2 separate regions of the Columba livia genome follow, and region 1 is linked to region 2. Evidence: chromatin contacts called from public Hi-C data. All regions are on one chromosome and are shown on one strand. The core of a region is the stretch at or near the end of the contact, and the rest is flanking DNA. Distances in the headings are between cores, read along the strand shown. Region 1 overlaps PFDN1 (prefoldin subunit 1). Region 2 holds the start of SLC4A9 (solute carrier family 4 member 9).

Region 1 (2,908 bases), core at 180-2,679, 42 kb after region 2:
GGGAGCTGGGGCTCTGGAGCTGGACAAGAGGAGACTGAGGGGGGACTCATTCATGTTTACAGATATATAAAGGGTGAGTGTCAGGAGGATGGAGCCAGGCTCTTCTTGGTGACAACCAGAGATAGGACAAGGGGCAATGGGTGCAAACTGGAACACAGGAGGTTCCACTTAAATTTGAGAAGAAACTTGTTCCCGGTGAGGGTGGCAGAGCCTGGCCCAGGCTGCCCAGGGGGTTGTGGAGTCTCCTTCTGTGCAGACATTCCAACCCGCCTGGACACCTTCCTGTGTAACCTCATCTGGGTGTTCCTGCTCCATGGGGGGATTGCACTGGATGAGCTTTCCAGGGCCCTTCAACCCCTGACATTCTGGGATTCTGTGACACTCAAAGTGTGTTTTGCAGTGTGGTAAATAAATATCTAGCAAGTGGATGTGGTGGCCATGAACCATGAGGCTGAACTTGCCCCAGCTGCTGACAGAACAGTCCCTTCCCGCTGCGCTGTCTGTGTGTTCCCCTTCCTGCCTGGCCACGCTCTCCATGCAGCTGCTGGGGCGACCCCAGCACCCCGTGGCACTGCCCGTCCTCCCTGCAGAGCGTGGTCCTGATTGTGCGCTGGGAGATCACGCTTTTCTGTGTCACCTTTACCCTGTCACCTTCCCAGAGCAAGTCTCCTTTCTCAGTCCTGCCCTGAGAGTCCATGACTCAGGCCATGGTATCTCTTGCTGGTTTGAGTAACCACCTTGTCTGGCCAGGAACTGGTGGGTGGGTGGGCGGGGGCCGTGTACAACACTGCTGGCGTGGGGAGCAGGTTGGGGCTCTCGATCTACAGCTTGTAGGTTGTGTGGCTTGCTGTGCAGGGACAGTGTGCTGCCTTGTCCTGTTGGGCTCCTGACTGGAGTTACTGGTGTGGAAGTAACATCAGATGCTGTGGAGAGCAGCACCTTTGCTTTCCTGAGGGACCAAAACCAGCAGTACAGTTCTGGCATTGCACTGGAAATTCCCTGCTAGCTGCACTTGCCTTGGCACAGCCAACAGAGAATTAACACTTGAAGCAGCGAACACACCTTCACAGGAAAATATATGCAGCTAACTGGGTGATGATGTAAAACCTAGCAGCCAGAACGCGGGGTCAGAGGACGTGGGGTTATCTAGGGCTGCAGGCCATCGTGGACACGTGAGTTGGTGGCTGCGGTGGTGCTCGGGCCGCAGGGAGCAGGGCCCGCCGGCCCGGCACTCGTGGCTGGAGCAGCGCAGCCTCCGGCGAGAGCTCAGAGCTGCGCAGATCTCAGGCGGAGCTGGCGTGGCTGGGCCGTGCGTGTCAGCCCGCTTGCTCACCGCGCTGCTCCCCGGGAAGGCGACCAGGGACAGACGGAGTTTCCTGTCTAGACCCCAGTAATAGCGGTGAGGAGGGGTTTGCACGCAACCTCCTGCTCTTTCTCCTGTGGTTACCAAAGCAAAACTGAAGCCACAGCTCCTCAGAGACGTACACTGTCTCAGAAAATGCAGTGACCATCTGCTCCTCGCCCCCCCTTGCTCCGGGCTGTTATTTGGAGTGAGAGCCAGCTGCTGTGCCTGCAGGAGAGCTCAGAAGTTTGCAGCCCCCAGCTGCAGGTTTCCCGTGATGCTCAAGGGATGCTCCTTAAGCTTGGAAATCGGTCTCCCTGGAGCTGACTTGTGGAAGGAAGGGGTAAAAGCATCAGGACCAGCCCAGATCCTCTTGCCCCAGAAGCTACATGACCAAGGAGAGTGATTGAAGGAAATACAATTTCCCTGAATCCTCAGCTGCCTGGGGCTGCAGGTGGTGCTTAAGAAATGGCATTAAACCATGTCCCTCTGCCATGCAGCAGCCCTGTGCATGGGCTGTGGCAGCCGTGAATGCACCTGCGCTGCATCAGGCCACGTTAGTGCTCAGGGTCCCTCACTGTCAGGGGCGGGGAGCCAGAACCATTTCATAAATTAATTGCATTAAAAAATGCTTTAGTAATAAATGAACACACGGAATTCAACAGAGTGAGGAGGAGCTCAGGCATACACAGGTTTTATGTGACCTGTCTCCTCGTGCAGCCTTCAGATTGGTTCCTTAGATGTGACATCCCCCGGCGTCGGTCCGGGCAGCGTGAGAAGGGGTGGCGGTGGCAGGAGTGCTGCTCGTGCGTCAGCAAGTTGCCGGCAGTGGGAACCCCCGCTGCGCCTCCTTTCCTGGTGGTTTCCTGAAAAGCAGCTCTTGTAAGCAAGAGGGACCGCGTGAGAGGGACAAGGAACCCTTTGGTGTACCCACGGCCCTAGCTGTCGCTAGCAACCTTTACTGTTTAGACAAAAGCCCTTTAGTACTTAGCAGTGAGGCGAGAAGAGATGTCCTCATGGCACGGGCATTTCAGCTGAGTGTGCACAAGTGTCACTGCAGGTCTGCTGTGAGCCGATGGATGGGGAGTGATGGCAGCAGGACTGTCCTGTGTGCGGGTGGATTTTCCTTCAGTTGTGGGTCCCGGCAGGGGAGGCTGGCAAGGGAGCACCACCTGGCAGGGGCAGTGTCCTCTGGCCCACACAGAAGCCCCCTCTGCCTGCCCCCCATAGCAATAGGGTGCTGTTGGCACAGGCCAGGGGGTATTTCTGCTGCAGGCTGCACCCATGGGTGCTGTTCTGCTCCAGCCTTCTGCAGCTGGGGGAGCAGCGCAGAGCAGCATTTTCACAGAATCCCAGAATGTCAGGGTTTGGAAGGGCCCTGGAAAGCTCATGCAGTGCAATCCCCCCATGGAGCAGGAACACCCAGATGAGGTTACACAGGAAGGTGTCCAGGCGGGTTGGAATGTCTGCACAGAAGGAGACTCCACAACCCCCCTGGGCAGCCTGGGCCAGGCTCTGCCACCCTCACCCCCAAGTTTCTTCTCATATTTAAGTGGAGTTCTCTTG
Region 2 (2,948 bases), core at 308-2,807:
GAAATGTCTTGAGCTGCTTGCCACGCTCAGCCTGTGCCAAATATTTTAACGCTGGGTGCAGACAGAGCTTCCCTTTGTCCCCATGGGTGGGCGCAGTGCTGCGGGGTGGCTCAGCGTGCTGCACGGGGACAGCGTGCCCGGCAGAGCAGGCTCCCGCTGACAGGCAGCTGTGCTGGGGGGAGAGGGCTGGGTGCTGGGGAGACCTGTCATAGGCACAGCTCAGTGGCTTTGCCCCCCCAGACCCTCTGACCCCTGAGGCAGACCTATCACTACCCCCAGACCCCCGCTACCCATGTTCCTGTGCCCCTGTCGAGCTTCAGAGGAGTGGTGTGGGGTGTGGGCACATCGCAGCCTGCCCCACACCAGCACCCAGCTGGCCCCAGCTCCTCTCTTTTGGGCCCCATTGTCCAGCAGCCAAGCCTGCCTTGACCTACCTCCCTGGTCACCTTCCGAGACATGCTGGATCTGGGGAGCATCAGAACACTTTCCCAGTCCCAGTGCAGCCACTGGAGCCTTGGAGAGGCAGCAAAGGCAGAAGCAAAGGCAAGGGCGCTCTGCCTGTGCAGGTCACTGCCTGACACTTTGCCCTCTCCCGTGAAATGAGTCAACTTGAGCCAGGCAGAAACAGTGTGGGCACTGATGGGAGCAGAGGGCAGCAAGCAGCCCTGTTTCGGGGCTGAGTCTGAGGAACCACCAACCTTTGGAGATGCCGTGGGCTCCATCAGAGCTGGGCTTTTGAAGGCTGGGCTTCCAAAGCATCACTAGGCAGCTTGGCCATTTCAGTTGTGCTTACCTGGCTGTCTCTCTCCACTCCAGCCCGGCTGGGGTGCTGAAGAGCTGGTTGAGCTGGATGAAGAGCACTGGGTAGGTGATGTCCCCCCATTCCTCCCGCTGCAGGGTGGCACCAGCTCGCTCGGCTGCTGGAGCCATGCTGGAGGGGAAGATGCTGCAGCCAAAAGCATGGTAGGCAGCTTCGGGCTTGCTCTCCTCTGGTCCGGGCTGTGAGCTGGCATCTGCTGCCTGGAGAGCTGCTCCCTGCGCCCCAGGCACGTGGGCTCTCATGGCCAACAGCTCCAGCAGCCACAGGTGTGGGCTCCCTTCTGGAGCTGCCCGCACTCACAGGATCCCACTCATCCCACAACTTATAAAAGCTGCAAACCAGTTTAAACTGGCCACAAAGAAATAAACGGGAGCCAAGCCCAAAACAACGATCCCAAAACACAGGTCAGCCTGGCGGGTCCCAGTGTGGCTGGCTCCTACCATCCCCAGCTGCCAACTTGGGGACCCTCCTGCCTCCTTCTACGGGCTCGCATGGACAAAGCTGCACTTGCACTCTGGGGCGCAGGGTCTCCTCAAGTCCTCCTGCACCCCACAAGGCTTCGGTGAGGGGATGGCAAGGCCAATGCTGGATAGCCAGTGGCAGCGTTGGTGCCTGCGCCAGGGTGTATGTGCCCATGGCAGGAGGGACAGCACTTGGCAGCTCTTCCCGAGAAAGAGGATGTGGGGACATGTGCTGGGGAAGGATGTGTCACTGCTGAGGAAATCCAGAGTGGGGCAAGAGGGGGCTGCTGGTGGTGGGACCCATGGCAAGGACCAGGAGTGCATCAGGGCTGCAGCCACCCTGGCGTGTGGAGGGCAACCGCGTGGGCTGCGGTGCGCGAGCGGATGTTGCAGAGCGTGTGGGAAGGAAGGATGCGGCACAGCCTCATCACCCTGCCAGGCACAGGGAGATGCAGTGGCCAGCAAGGTGCTGCCGGTGGAGAGCAATGCCCTGTGCCTGCTCTGCCTGCAGCATGCCTGCTGTCGCTGTCACCAGGCTTGGCTCCCTTGGCTCTTTGCAAACAAACAGCCAGGTTGTGTGCAGTGCAAACACGGCGGCAGGCAACACAAACACACAGCCAGCATGGGTGGGTTGTGCTGGAACCCACCAGATCTGGGCAGGATTGAGCCCCAGGAGCAGCCTGGCATGGGGCCAGGCACCACCACAGCCAAAGTCATGTTTCGGGGGAGTGTGGGTGGGCACACCCTGGTCCCCAGGGTGCTAGTACCTGTCTCACAGCAGATGGGCCGGGAGCTGAGGCTGAGGAGTTGCTGGTGCTGGATCCAGCCCTGGGGAAGGCAGTGGGGGACACCCCTCCCCATCAACACCACTATTGCTAAGTACAACCGAACCTCCTCCATGTCCATCCCTTGCCCCATGGTTGACTCCCAGGGCTCCTTCCAGCCGCACAAACAGCTTCTCTCCAACATCACCAGCTGCCAAATGGGGTTGGCCTCATTCTGCCCCTGCACTGTAGGCAGGAGGGGTGAAGGCAGCAGCCTGCGGCACAGCGGGGGCAAAGCCACGCCAGGGCACCCTGGGGTGCTGAGGCATCCCCATGCCGTGTGGCACTGGGTTTGGCTTAAGCCCCGGCCTCTAGAGACCCCCAGATCCTCCAGGAGGGGTGTGAGTTGCGGACAGGGTGGTGGAGGGAGGGTGGAGCATGGGGACAGGTCGGGGCTGAGACTGCAGGCTGGGGGCAAGGCAGGCAAAGGGGAACAGGCAGCAGAAGGCAGCAAGGCAGAGGCAGGGAGGCAGGCAGGAAGGTAGCCTGCAGCCCCCCTGCCCTTGCCTACTACCAGCCTTATGTGCCAGCAGCCTCCCTGGCAGCTGACGTGAGCCAATGCCTCCCTCTCCCGAGGTGCCAGGTCAGCCAGCAAACACTGCCTGTGCACGCTGCCCATGCACACCCAGCCTCGGGGATGTCCTGGTGAACTGGCAGGGGGGAAAACCCTATCCCCATGGAAGGGCCTACTGGGGAGCCACCGTGTGGGGCTCCCCACGAACACAGCCCTTTGGCCAGGCCAGAACTGACCCTCCTGGCTCTGCTGCCAAAGGTTTTCAGGCTTCTGACGGACAGAGGAGGCGGAAGGAAAAACATCCAGCAAACAATTGCAAAAGTCAAGTC

Evidence for each region. A called contact is a pair of places that touch in the nucleus more often than the background predicts.
Region 1: a contact with region 2 is called in a Hi-C map of crop, with 2.6 times the contacts expected there. The contact joins the enhancer-like site here to the promoter of SLC4A9 in region 2. A contact is called at or near these places in 2 of 2 Hi-C or Micro-C datasets (crop and liver).

What each region holds. Positions count from the first base shown.
Region 1 is chr14:16,732,467-16,735,374 of bColLiv1.pat.W.v2, forward strand. The region is part of intron 3 of PFDN1 (prefoldin subunit 1); the gene reads left to right. Among named protein-coding and RNA genes, the nearest start is that of PFDN1, 28 kb to the left of the region's middle. Within about 2 kb of position 1,430, at least 1 of the 3 cell types and tissues checked has an H3K27ac peak away from gene starts, as active enhancers do.
Region 2 is chr14:16,690,735-16,693,682 of bColLiv1.pat.W.v2, forward strand. SLC4A9 (solute carrier family 4 member 9) reads right to left here and starts at 1,558. Exons shown (of 21, transcript XM_021289176.2): 1 at 794-1,558. The coding sequence starts at 1,062.